Regions from separate parts of the Mus musculus genome. Here all the other regions are linked to region 3. Evidence: chromatin contacts called from public Hi-C and promoter capture Hi-C data. All regions are on one chromosome and are shown on one strand. Each heading gives the region's core, a stretch centred on a gene start, on an enhancer-like site or on the middle of the called end of the contact. The rest is flanking DNA. Distances are from core to core; before and after follow the strand shown. Region 1 has its middle 170 kb from the start of Chl1. Region 2 has its middle 140 kb from the start of Chl1. Region 3 holds the start of Chl1 (cell adhesion molecule L1-like).

The links. Promoter capture Hi-C pulls out the DNA fragments that hold promoters and counts their contacts. A called contact is a pair of places that touch in the nucleus more often than the background predicts.
Region 1: a contact with region 3 is called in a promoter capture Hi-C map of the HPC-7 cell line. The contact joins the enhancer-like site here to the promoter of Chl1 in region 3. A contact is called at or near these places in 7 of 39 promoter capture datasets (the C10 cell line, the HPC-7 cell line, HPC-7-derived erythroid cells and 3 more), 7 of 484 Hi-C or Micro-C datasets (LSK cells, bone marrow-derived macrophages, cortical neurons and 3 more), 19 of 115 datasets of contacts at active chromatin or transcription factors (DN3 thymocytes, acute myeloid leukemia, astrocytes and 12 more) and 3 of 9 other capture datasets (adipose tissue, liver and pancreatic islet).
Region 2: a contact with region 3 is called in a Hi-C map of epidermal suprabasal cells, with 2.3 times the contacts expected there. The contact joins the enhancer-like site here to the promoter of Chl1 in region 3. A contact is called at or near these places in 2 of 39 promoter capture datasets (the C10 cell line and pre-B cells), 2 of 484 Hi-C or Micro-C datasets (epidermal suprabasal cells and nephron progenitors), 7 of 115 datasets of contacts at active chromatin or transcription factors (differentiating embryonic stem cells, embryonic forebrain, embryonic hindbrain and 4 more) and 3 of 9 other capture datasets (adipose tissue, liver and pancreatic islet).

The regions. Positions count from the first base shown.
Region 1 is chr6:103,334,403-103,338,516 of GRCm38.p6, forward strand. No RefSeq gene overlaps it. Among named protein-coding and RNA genes, the nearest start is that of Chl1, 170 kb to the right of the region's middle. Within about 2 kb of position 2,404, at least 9 of the 459 cell types and tissues checked have an H3K27ac peak or open chromatin away from gene starts, as enhancers often do. A contact at or near this core is called in the HPC-7 cell line, pre-B cells and pro-B cells, where this site is marked.
Region 2 is chr6:103,373,333-103,377,524 of GRCm38.p6, forward strand. No RefSeq gene overlaps it. Among named protein-coding and RNA genes, the nearest start is that of Chl1, 140 kb to the right of the region's middle. Within about 2 kb of position 1,844, at least 6 of the 459 cell types and tissues checked have an H3K27ac peak or open chromatin away from gene starts, as enhancers often do. A contact at or near this core is called in epidermal suprabasal cells, where this site is marked.
Region 3 is chr6:103,507,558-103,512,134 of GRCm38.p6, forward strand. It overlaps Chl1 (cell adhesion molecule L1-like), which reads left to right and starts at 3,319. Exons shown (of 27, transcript NM_007697.2): 1 at 3,319-3,592.

The DNA.
Region 1 (4,114 bases), core at 1,154-3,653, 170 kb before region 3:
GAAAACTTAATCATGCACATTGCAGGTGTTCTTTCAATTTAACTGCCACTGCAATGTGCTTAATTCTATGTGGGGACATAAGGAAAGCTGGGCACATAATAAATGAATCGGTAAATGTGGAGAGAGGGAGAACACAGGGAGAGAGAGGCAGCCAGATAAATCTATAAGTGAGAGAGTTGCCAGAAAAAGTGTAAATTCTTTCCCTTTGGGGCTACCGATAAGAGACAGAACACGCACAAGAAAATAGCACCACCAACAAATGTGGAAGAAGGCAGGTTTTATGCAAATGATCTGTGCAAGGTTTGTTGACCAGGGCTTTTAAGCTTCCGGTCTTTCCCAGCTCTTAAGCAAAGTTCTAATCTCTTAGCTGCCTTTCCCTTTCTTAACCAATAGAGTCAATTTCTCTGTCCAATTCTTTGCTCCAGGACACAAGTAACTGGAAGGCAAATGTGTACTTTATTAAGAGGGAAGTTGAAGAAAGAGCCTTTACTCTGACTCTAGTCTCATGCCTTAGAGTATGCTCACTCATTGGTGGCACTGGACAGGAAGCATGGAAGGATGGAGGGTTGCTAGTCATTCTAGGCAATCATTTGGTTCCTGAAGTACCTTCTTCCTTCTGGTGTACGATAAAGCTCTGGTCAAATCCTTTACAATGTGAAAGGGCAACATAAATCGATTCTTTCTAGTTAAGAGGAGTTTGAAAAGAACAAGTCAGAATGAACAAACAGCAGCGCAGGTTTGCTGGATACAGGAACTGAAGACTAAGAGGCGGAGAAGACCACGGTTTTCGGACAGTGAAAGTGGGAAAATGGTCTGCATATGTTATGTAACACAGAAGTCAAGTTCATAGTGCAGGAATGTTTTTTCTCTATCCTTCCACTCTAGCTAAATAGAAGCCCTGCCCTTGACCCTCAAGCGTTCACTTTCTTTTGCTTCTTACATCGTATGTAAAATACAAGGAATGGAGGGGCTGGGGATTTGGCTTAGCAGTTAAATGTGCATCCTGCTCTTGCAGAGGACCCAAGTTTGGTTCCCAGTACCTAGGTTAAGTGACTCACAAATGTTCATACACACACACACACAAACGTGAAGTTAAAATAAAGCCTTTAAAATGCTTGAGTAAGGAGAAAAAGAGAAACGGTAAAACGCCAGGTGGCAAAATATAACAATCCCCAAATTTCTTACCGACAAGCTGTGTGTGTGGGACGGCTAAGGAAGCGGAAGCCATGGAAGGGAACGGCAAGGGAAATGGATGCCGTGAAAAGATGGCAGGTTAGGAAAAAGGAGGAGAAAGAGAATTTCCTAATGCTAATTTGAATTTTGAATGAATTCCTTTTCTTCTCTGAGAGATGTAGATTTACAGATAAGCTTAAGTTTGCATTCTGCCTTACTTCTTTTTTTTTTTTTTTTTTTTTTTTTTTTTGTCTTACTTCTTACTTGGGGTAATTTGAACAGTATATGACTCAAAACCTTACTGCATTGGTGCTGGTTTGCATGGATGTTACAACTGTGTGACATTTGCTATTTATGAGCATTGTACAGACATTTAAACAATGATAATCCTCAAGGCTAGTAAGACCCAGAGTCTGCAAAGAAAGAAAATACCAATAAAATGTCAATGGAAATTGAGCATAGTGACACAACCTGTAATTTCAGATATTTTGAAGGCTGAGACAGAAAACTGGGCATGGCTGACTGCCTGTAAGCCAATACTGGGTGAAGAGCAGAAATAGGAGGCTCCTGGGAACTTGTTATCTAGGCAGTCTAGATGAAGAAATAGTAAGCTCTAGGTTTAATAAGAGATATTGTCACACACAAAAGAAGAATTTGTCCTAAAAAGGGTGGAGTTGTGGTCTGGAGAGATGGCTCATTAATTAAGAGCAGTTCTGCTTTTGCAGAGGACCTGGGTTTGGCTTTGGTACCTGTATCAGGCAGCTCACAGCCACCAGTAACTCTAATTCTAGAGGATCCTAGTTTTTCTTCTGTCCTCTCTAAGTTTCTGGACATGTATGACCCACAGGTATACACGTAAAAATAAATAAGTCTTAAAAAGATAAGGTGGTAAGAGATAGAGGAAAATTGTGTGTGTGTGTGCATGTGTGTGTGTGTCTGTGTGTGTGTGAGAGAGAGAGAGAGAAGATATAGATATAGATATGGATATAGATATAGATATAGATAGATATATAGATGTATTACACAAAGTGTTTACTAAGTAGATGCTTTATTCAGTATAAAATTATTGTTGCAATGATAAGTAACAGAAAATTTTAAATTTATGATAAATGATTAAAAGAAGAAGGCAAAGTCAGCTCATAGCTCCATTCAGTTTGAGCTTTCAAACATGACTCAGGGCCAAACTTCCTTGTAGAGTGCGTAAACACTACCCTCTAAAGTTGCTCAGTGGGGCATCTCTGAAACTGTTGCTATGGAAGCAATGTCTTCTAAATGTCAGCATTGAAGAGTAGACTCAGTACACTCTTGTGATTAGAAATGTCCCCCTGTCTTTGGACACATCTTTCAGTGATCATGGTCTCAATGAATATAAAATTGGTAGAAATGGATTGTGTGAATTTTATTAGGTTTGGTAGGAATGTTAATTCACAATTAGACTTAAAATCCTCTTTTACCAAATTACATTTGATGTCAATAAAGGGCATGAAAAAAATTAATATTATTTATAGTGTTATTCTGGAAATGAGGGTGTTTTTTAAAAACCTGAATTTTAGAAAAGTTAATTAACTTATCTGTGTTACCATACCACTAGTGTCTAGTGGGGACTCAAACAAAAACTCTGAATGTAAAACTCTATACAGGCTTTTATATCTAGACAAAAGATGAAAGGCAGAAGGAGACCTCAGTGTGCTCCTCTTTCTTGTGATGTGTGTATACATTTTTAAAAGAACATTGGATTTTCAAGCGATGGAAAGACTTATTCACTCATTAAAAATGTTATTTCTGTTTTTTGAAAGGCCCATGATTTATTGCTTATTACATTTTCAAGGACATGTGCAATTGAATTTTTGGTATACCAACATTCATATGAATTTATAATAATTGCACAAACAACCATAACACAAAGGCTGGTGTAAAAACCCTAGGAAAACAATCCAAATAAATTAAATAGGTAAATTTACGTATTAATGTTTACTGTTTACTTTTCTTTGCATGAGCCCACCTTGCCACATAGTATCTTGGTATAAGGATGGTTAAAATTGTGGGTCATGTGGCATAGCAAAAACTAACTGGGGTTATCAATATATAGTTGAAAAAGGAGAGCTATTTACATGACTTATAGCTTGACTCAATTTAACATGTGTGGGGTTTAGCTGGTTATTTCTAGGTAGCTCTGTTTCTTCAGACCTGAATTAGAGATGCCATCTCTTATTGAATTATTGTGCTAATGAAGTAGGCTATGAGCATGAAGTTGTTCCCATCCCACAAGTGATGGCTGAGTATGATTTGATATTAGTTATTTTTTAAGACTAAAATTTTTCAGGGAGATCACTTAACGAATGAATTTATTTGATGCTGGTGATGGAAGCTAGGATTTACTGCATGCTGGACTAGCTCAGAGCTACATCACCAACTTAACATTTTATATTTAAAATTCATTTTAGCCAATATCCAAAGTCATAAATGGTAGCTGAGGATATTGTTGCACTCCTAGTGTTAGGAAGATAGACAATAGGATCAAGAGGTCAAGGCCTGATTTAGGCAGAAAACAAGTCTGAAGCGAGTGTGGATGAGTTACATCAGAACTTATCTCACTAAATTAAAGCAAATGAAAATCTCAGATGGTATATACTTACAAGCAAACATGATTCTTTGTTATGTGATGAGTAATGGCTTAGTGAGACTAAACACATTGAAAATTGTTATCACACCCTGTTCTTTAAATTAACTTTCAGGCTAGCACCTAGACGTTTCCTTGTGACATTTTCATTGCACATATGCCATTATACTTCGTTATTATGTTTCCCTATCTTCTATATCTATCTTTGTCTGACTCGGTGCTTATCATTGAGCCTCTTCTGTTTTGTTTTTTCAAAATTTTTGACACATACATGCTTTGTAAGTGTGTCATTAAGAGCCATTCTTGGTCTCTTCTTGCTCC
Region 2 (4,192 bases), core at 594-3,093, 140 kb before region 3:
AAAGTTGTGGGAGGGGTAAAGTTGACCAAAACATATCAGATAGATTTCTCAAAGAACTATTAAAAAGACTTTTTCAGGGTAGTGGTGACTGCAGGAAATTGTTTCTCTAAAACGAAATATGAAATTTTCCTGCTGAGAATCTTCTTTTTGGTAGCTTCTTGTTTACAACGTATCTCCTTGTTTCTATGGAAATGAATGGATGTTATTTTGTAGCTCTTAGAGAGCTGACCATACCCTTATGTATAGAGCAAAGTCAGTACCATGTGGAGTTCTGATATTTCTCAATAAACCTTGAATGAGTTTGCTTCACATGCAGTACACACACACACACACACACACACACACACACACACACACACACACGTGGAGCTCTGATATTTCTCAATAAACCTTGAATGAGTTTGTTTCACATGCAGTACACACACACACACACACACACACACACACACACACACACACATATACACATACACACCTTTTTCTCCTCTTCACCAAGATAGTAATTCAGAAAACTAGGTAAAAAAATCAATGGGAAATATGTGATTTTGCTTCCTCCCTTCTTCCATTCCTCCCTCCCCTTGCTTATGTGTATCTCTCTCTCTCTCTCTCTCTCTCTCTCTCTCTCTCTCTCTCTCTCTCTCTCTCTCTGTTGGTCTCTATCTGAGACAGTCTCACTCTGAAGCCTAGGCTGGCCTCACACTAGCTACGGACCTCCTGCCAAACCCTCCAGAGAGTTGGGATTGTAAGAATGAGACATCATGTCTGGTTGCTACTTACTGGCTTTTAAAATAATCTTCAAAACAATGAACTCTGTCAGGACAGTTTCTAGTAACCAGGAGGTTTTGGAACCCATTTATGTTCTTGTGGTTGTCCCATATTGCCTCACAATAGCCATCCTCAACTATATTTCTTCTGCATTTTGTAGAGTGATTCGTTTTAAATAGGAGAGAATTGGACAGCTCCATATATCAATTTTCACCCCACTCATGTGTCAGGCTGACTTACCTCTGTTTTGCTCAGAGATAGACCTCTTGCTTTTTATTCTTAAGTAGAAATGTTTCAATACATTATCATCTTAAATTAATCTCTTAATTCATTCATTTTACTTGCTTATAAATGTGAGCTCAAAGGTATTACATAGTTGCTGAGAATTTTTAAAACGAAATAAAGAGATTGTAGAAGTGTTCACCTCTTTCTCCATCCAAATCTTGTCCTCTGATTATATTGAATGATAATGCTTAGAATCACAGCAAATCCGATGGACACATGAGGAGTGTGAGTTTGCACATGTGTTGGGAATGAAACTTCTATGATTTATTAATGATGCATGTTTTGCACACAGTTCTGCACACACATACCCTTTTCCTTCACTGAAATATTAATACAAAATGCCTACCAAGAACATCTGTAAAAACTGATCCTAAAACCTCACTCATTACTGCAGACAAAGTGATGCGTGTGGTATCAGGAATCTGGTTTATGAGATTCAGTGGGGTGAGGGGTTCGGTTCCTAGGACACAATGTTCCTGTTGTCCTTGCTATTGAAACAGTGTCTGACATTACTGTTGCCCAAGATTCATTTACTTGGTGTCCTCAAGTCTTTAAAAAAAGCTTTCTTGAATAAAGCTGATTTCCTCTCTCAGTCTTGTACTTTTAATGGGCTTCATGCTGTTACAAATACTCAGACAAGATTTCCCTTTCAGTTGGCTGAAATGTTAGAGTGAGACAATTAAATTCCTTTTGAGTCTTTCGGAAGTACTCTTGGATGGAAGCAGAGAGGAAATAATTGCAAAAGATCAGGCTCCTGACTGCCAATATCACCTACAAACTGGTTCTGCCAGCTTCGCAGCCTGACTCTAGATCCAGTGAACCCAAGTATGTAACTGGGAGTGAGTCCGCAACCTGATCCATTCTGATTCCAGAATCTCTATTATGAAGAAACACTTAATGAAACATACGCCCTCGTGGATGATGTAATCTGCACGTTTAATGTTCGATGCTTCTGCATATTTTTTATTCCTGTGAAGAATTATTTTAGAATGTGAGGGAACAGGGCAGAGGATGTGGGGTGAGAGATCACGGAGTCATGTGACAAATCCCTGGGAAATCCGACTGTGGAGTCAAGCATCAAGGTGCAGATCTGAGTTTATTGCTCGGCTCATAAGCTTATATACAGCTTTTGAACCAAGCCCAAGCCCCTAAATCTTTGACCAGTTGCATCTCTCCACACTGTCACATGCTCCAAAAATCCAATGAAAGCCCCACCTATTGAGGTATCTCAGCAGTTGTAGGGGGAGTATTTTCATCTGTGAGGACTTCCTTGAAAACCGGAGAAGCAGTCAGTGCCCTGGCCTCGGTTCTGTTTTGCTGTCTCACTGGTGTGCAGAGAGCCATCTTAGATTTAATGCAATGAGCAGCAGACCAGGCGTCTTTGAGAAGTTGCAAAATGCTATGTGTAGCAGATGAGGCGTCTTCGCGGAGTTGCGGGAACCTGTGACACCTTTCTCTCCATAACACCTTTTCCTTCCCAAGGTTCCCTCATACGAATGTGTAAAATTTTCCGTGCCAACATCTTTGTAGCATAAAACCATCCTGGCATTGCTACATACCATTTCTGATGTGATTTGACTACTGCCTGCAGACCTACCAAGTCACACCAGTCCCTATCCATTCTGTCAAAATTCACCTTCCTTTCAAAGTCTTAGGACATTCAGAAATCTCAGTGCTTCCTACTTTCTTTGTATTATCACAGGCTCCATTTCTGACATTATGAATCGATTAATGCATTAATTGAAGAAACCCATATTGCTCTTATACATTAAAATTGCCTTATGAACCTAATTCCACTCCTGTTTCCGCTGCTATTACAGCAAGCCTTCCAGGCTTCAGTTTAATGCATTTACTGTTGGGAAATAATGTCTGTTACAAAATATATATTATGTCGGACATGAGTTTAAGCTCTTTTGGTGTGTGTGTTGAGGGGGTGGGAGTGCAGTGTTCCTTGTGTAGTGAACAGAGTCCTGCAACTTGCTATGTAGACCAGGCTGGCCTTGACCATCAAGTGATCCACCTACCTCTGCCCCCCAAGTAAACTAGAGGAATACACCATTATGCCTGGCTGTCTTATAACCCTTGATATCAACCTGTGAACTTTTTGTTACTATGTTATTACAAAGAAGGTTAAATTATTATTCATATTCTTCAGTTGAAGAATGTGAACCAGATGAAAACAGTCTCAATTCAAGTCAGAGCTTGGTTATAGTGGAGTTGATATTTGAGGCCATCTAGGTGCTATTGTCATGTATTGAACACCAATAGCTATTGTTGTCCAATCAAATGTCCTGAGTGTCAAGTAATGTAGGCACTTAACATAGGTCCACTATTTGAATATCTTTATATAAGGTAATTTTTTTAACTACTGTAAAAACAGGCAATTGTGAATGATAGTATACACCACTTATTCAGCCTAGTAGACTGCAAATAAGAGAATTCTGGGACTATTAGGCTTGAGTCACTAGGTAAAGTTCTGTGAATAAATTGAACAATGAGTTCTGTTTTTCAAGTAAGGGGTCACCATTTACTTGAATATTAACTCAGAAAATGTCAACTGAATTCCTACTATGTTCTTGGCTCTTTGCAAGGTGTCCTGAGTATAATTCAAAAGAGAAGAAGCAAAGCTATCCATGCACTTCATGAATTTGACCCTTAATGGGAAGGGGGACTTCATAAAAACAAGTAAATGAATTAAGTAATTATCTTTGCAATGAGGGCTGACTCCAGAATCCAGAGCAGGCACTTCTTGAAATATTGGTAGAGCCTCACATGCTATCCTATGAAGAACAACAGATTTCTGTCTTATGTCAACTCAGTCCAAGACCACAGGTTTTCTTCGAAGTTGGAGTCAGGTTTCTGTTTCAAGTGTGTGCCCAAGGAGCCTGCTGTCTATTAGATTTGACAGTCCCCTAGAAAGCCAGAAAACCATAGCCCCAAATCATGGCAACTGGTTCTATATCCAGACAGCATGTTGCATCTCATCACCATGGTAATGAGATGCAGCCCTTGCTAACTTCTCCCTGGACCTCCCTGATCTCTCATCCCCAGGGGAGCTCCTTGAAGATCATTTATGAAAATCAGCAGTAAGCACCAGTGGCCTTTGGAGCCTCTCAGAGAGTGCTTAATGCAGTAATTGTTT
Region 3 (4,577 bases), core at 2,069-4,568:
CAAACCACGTGTATTAACGATCCAAGGCATGAAACGGGGGTGACTTACTCTATTTGTCCCAGAATTATTGTCCTTTGATTTTTAATGCAAGTCGTTTTGTTCTCGAATGAAAGGACAAGCGAAGGGAATCCAGGCTCTCTGAGGTTCTGCCGAGTCACTGTTCTGGTCTTTGGCTTTGTTAGTTTCTAAACTGAAGGAGGCTGCTTTGTGTTTCCAAGGTTGCCTTTGAAGGATCTTTTCCTCAGAGGAACATCCTGCCTTCCTTTTATTACAGCAGTTGGCCTGAAAATCCCAGTTGATCTGTGACTGTTGGGAACTGCTAGACCGCAAGGCCATTTCCAACACTACAGCTCTTCCACTAAACAATTTTTCTAGGAATGATGCCATTATCACTAGCAACTGGCTTTGCCAAAAGGCAGTGCTCTTGCAATAGCCCCAGCCCTGGGAATGATACCAAATGATGCTTCAGCCAGAGGGTAGGCAGTAAATCAACAGGAAAAGAAGAAAATCTCCACAGCTTTTGATACCTTTTATGTTTTTCCAGTCCACTGGCCTATCTCTCTCACCTTCTGCTTCTATTTATGAGAGCCCATCCTCCCTCCTTTGTGGTCCAATAGTCGTGTTTTCAATTGGCAAGGTCTTCATTCATCATAAGAGAAAATTCTCACCTTTTGAAGTTAATGTGATCAGATTTTTTTTTTTGAACTGGTGAGAAGCTAGTGTTTCCCTAGGATCTCTTATAGATCAGGGGTGTGTGCTACGTGGAGAAGTGTCAGACAGTGGAGAGAGAGCCAGGAGAGAGGCCCAAAACAGCAGCAGAAGGTATCTTTCACAGCCTTTCATTCTGGCTGAAGGCTGTCTTCTGGTTCCAGACTTGCTGGAAGCTGTTGCTTTGGCCAGCAAGCATAGCTGTGTTGCCTGCATTTGCTACTGTATAAAAATATGGGCTCATGAATGGAGATGATGGCTGTGAGATACTTCTTGGATATAGACATTTAAAGGTATCAGCTTCTACTGAGCAGACCTCTGAATAAGTAGTTTTTTTCTTTCTTGGTTTATCATTTTCCCTCTCTTCCTCCTCCTCCTCCTCCTCCTCCTCCTCCTCCTCCTCCTTCTTCTTCTTCTCTCTCTCTCTCTCTCTCTCTCTCTCTCTCTCTCTCTCTCTCTCTCTCTCCCTCTCTCCTCTCTCTCCCTTCCTCCTTCCATCCCTCCCTTCCTCCCTCCCTCATTTCCTCTCTCATTCCCTCTTCCCATATTTCTAAACATTTTTCCTTCATCTTTTCTTTCTGAAAGTTTGGTTGCCTTGGGAAAGTAAGCTGCTATATGCTGATTTAATTGATATTTCTAGTTGCCCACAGGCAACTATTAATATTTCTAATCTATATGCAGGTTTCTTCGATATCAGAGGCTCAGAACTAGCGTGTGTGTGTGTGTGTGTGTGTGTGTGTGTGTGTGTGTGTGCGCTCATAAAGAAAATCCTTATGAAAGACTCACACTTTATTTATATTTCAGGCTATTGTGCCTTAGTATTATCTAATATAGTTTAGGACATTTAACTCTAAAAGATAGATATGATCTTCTTCATTGACTTTCTCCAGTGTTTATTAACACAGAGAAAACTGGGAAATGTCTGTATCTCTCCCCTTTCTTCAAATCTGCGTGCTTATTTTTCTTTCTTTCTTTCTTTCTTTCTATCTATCTATCTATCTATCTATCTATCTATCTATCTATCTATCTATCTCTGTATTTATCTATCTATCTACCTACCTACCTACCCATATACCTAGCTAGCTGCACACATTTTCCTATATTCTGCCCATCAATCTATTGATCTTAATGTGTCCATAAAACAAATGCCAGTGAAGAGAAAGCTGAGTCTTTAAAGGTTCTGTGTTTCTCTGGCCAAAATAGAGTTTTCTGTTTCTTTTGCCCAGGAAATGCCACCCCAGAAAGTGGTAAATTTGAGACCAACTTGGCTTTGTATCTCTCCTGGGGCTCCTAAATCTTGGAAATGGTTTCCTACAGGCTCAGTATTTTCCTTGTTGGAATTTATTTCAGTTTCCTTTGTTTCTACTTTAGAAAACATGCCGCATGAATAATGATGCCTCCGGCAGAGGAATCACTCCAGTAGCACAGTTTAAACCTAGGACACATCCTGCCCTCACTTGCATTTCTAATATGCCAGCACAGTCAGTAGGAATTGTGCCCACACACGAACTAACAGCCTTGAGCCCTCAAGGTTAGAAATTATGAACATGGAAAGGCCCATTTATTCATTTCAAAACATTTGATGTAACTGCTTCTGAGGCAGAATCCCAAGTCTCCGTCCTTCTTGTTGATCCCAGTCATGACATCCAACTCTGAGGATAGCACAGAGCCATAAATGTCCTCATTGTTTAGTGCACTAGATGAGAACAAGACAAGACTGTAAGATCAAACCTCCGTGGAGTAAAAGTTAGAAGTCAGTAATTCCATTACTGTCAAAGAGCACTTACATGCAACAGGATTTTTTTTTTAAAGCAACATTGTATGAACATTTTCGAAAGTATCATCAATGTGTGGAAGAAAAAAAATAATGAAAGAGTGTGCTCACCAGTTAGATTGCCAAAGTTTGTAGCCCCTCTTTACTGCACCCCTAAAACAAACATCATGTTTGCTGGTAAAAAGAGATACATACAACATCAGGAGTGGGCTTTGGCGCTGGGAATAAGCAAGGAAAGCTTGTATTCTATAGCGCTGTATTAATAGAGAGTAAATAGGAAAACGTCACTGATCAATCTGGAGAAGTCCAGATGGTAGTGGGGCACAAATTGTACATTAGATAACAGTAGAAGAGCTTTTTAAATTTATGCCTGCACTGATTTGACAGCTAATGGAGATGGTTCTTTTGTAAATTAAATTGCAAGTCCCATCGCCCTCCTAAATAAAGAAGCAAAACCGGCAAGACTTTAAGAAAAAAAAAAAAAAAGTGGTACAAGGTACCACACCCCTCAGCCATACAGCAAAGGGTAAAAGAGACTGGGAGCCTGTGTGTGGAATGTGGACAGAGGAGGGTGGACCAGGGAGCAGAGGGGAGGGGTTTCTTTTCGGTTTCTCAGTGGCAAGGCGAACCCGGCAGCTACCCTGTCTCTTTGAGGGCTTAGAGATGTTAAAAATGACAAGCAAAGTTTTCTCTTTGTCCCTCGCTTTTCATAAAACCAAAGTCTCAAGCCTGTAGCTGCCTCTTGTCCCAAGGGAGTGTGTGTAAGAGGGAGGGAAAAGAAGCCGTGTGGGTGAGGGTGGCAGAGCAGATCCCGGGGACAGCAGAAAAGAGGCGCGAGCTAGTCGTCTCCGGCAGGAGGGCGTGGATACCGGTACAAGCTCGAACAGGTCCAGCCTTCTGGAGACCTGTGCCAACAGCAGGAGGGGGCAGACGGGATCTCTGTGGGCAGATCGGGGTGTGGATCAGCGGGAAGCGCCCAACTAGAAACTCCCTTGGATTCTCCAAGAGGCGCTGGACCTCGTTGGTCCCCTTTGCCCCAGTGATCCAGCTTTAGGAGAAGTTTTCCCAAGAGAAGGTACCAGACAGATCGGATGTCAAGAGGCGGCTCAGGTGAGTCTATTTGCGCGTGCCTTACAAGAAATGGGACTCTCTCCATCTGCCCTTTAGTCAACTCTTTGAGGGAGGTGGAAGGAAATCAAGGGCTTGCTCCTGGGAGAAGAGCAACTCTTTATGAAAGGGAAATGGTGCACATCCCTGGGTTCCGTCCTTGCCCAAAATGGGAGTGGCTCAAGGTCCCTTCCCTAACCTGAGAAGAGGCGCCACCTTTCGTAGCACCGCCGCAGGTGGCTAAGGCTGGATTTTTTGACAGCTCCAGGTCAGTGGATGGAGTAAACAAGCTTCGGGGACCCCTGCACCTCCAAGCTGCCAACCTTCGGTAGGCTGATTTGTCTTTCTTCCAACATAGCCACCGCCCGCCTCCTTACCTTAGGGAGAGGATGCATACCCTCCATAGACCATAGCCTTCAGGGAGTGGGGGGCAAGTACTACATTTCTCTCCACTAACCCCCTATAGGTGTTGGGGTCCAGACTTTCTAACCCCAGCCCCAAATTCCCTATCTAGCTGTTAAGTCTCTAGAGATGCATCTTGCTTGCAGTGGTGTTCCCTAAATGCCTACAGCTTGGAATGAATGATCGATCTGTGAACTGCCAGCTTAGGGAAAAGATAGAAGCAGAGCACTCCATCTCAACCGAACACGGTGGGGGCTAGAAGGCAGGTCGGGGGGTCCCCCGGTTGCCATGACTCCCTTGTAGCCAAGCCCCGGGAGCTAGGGATGCCAGTCACGGACAGTCCCTTTTTCCTCTTTGTGCCTCTCCTATCCTCTTTCTCTGTCTCTTCCTATTTTTTCCTCCCGTGAGTGAAAGTGTGCGTAGGGAGAGAGCAGGGAGCAAATGATTGATTTGGAGAAAGAGGATTGGAGCCGAGAGGCTGGGGAAACCTGGCTGTCTTCATCCCTGGGTCCCTTGGCTGAGAAGAACCTCACTTTCTCAGCGAGGGGCAGAGCTGAGGAATTCCTGTGAAAAATCTGGGGCGGGA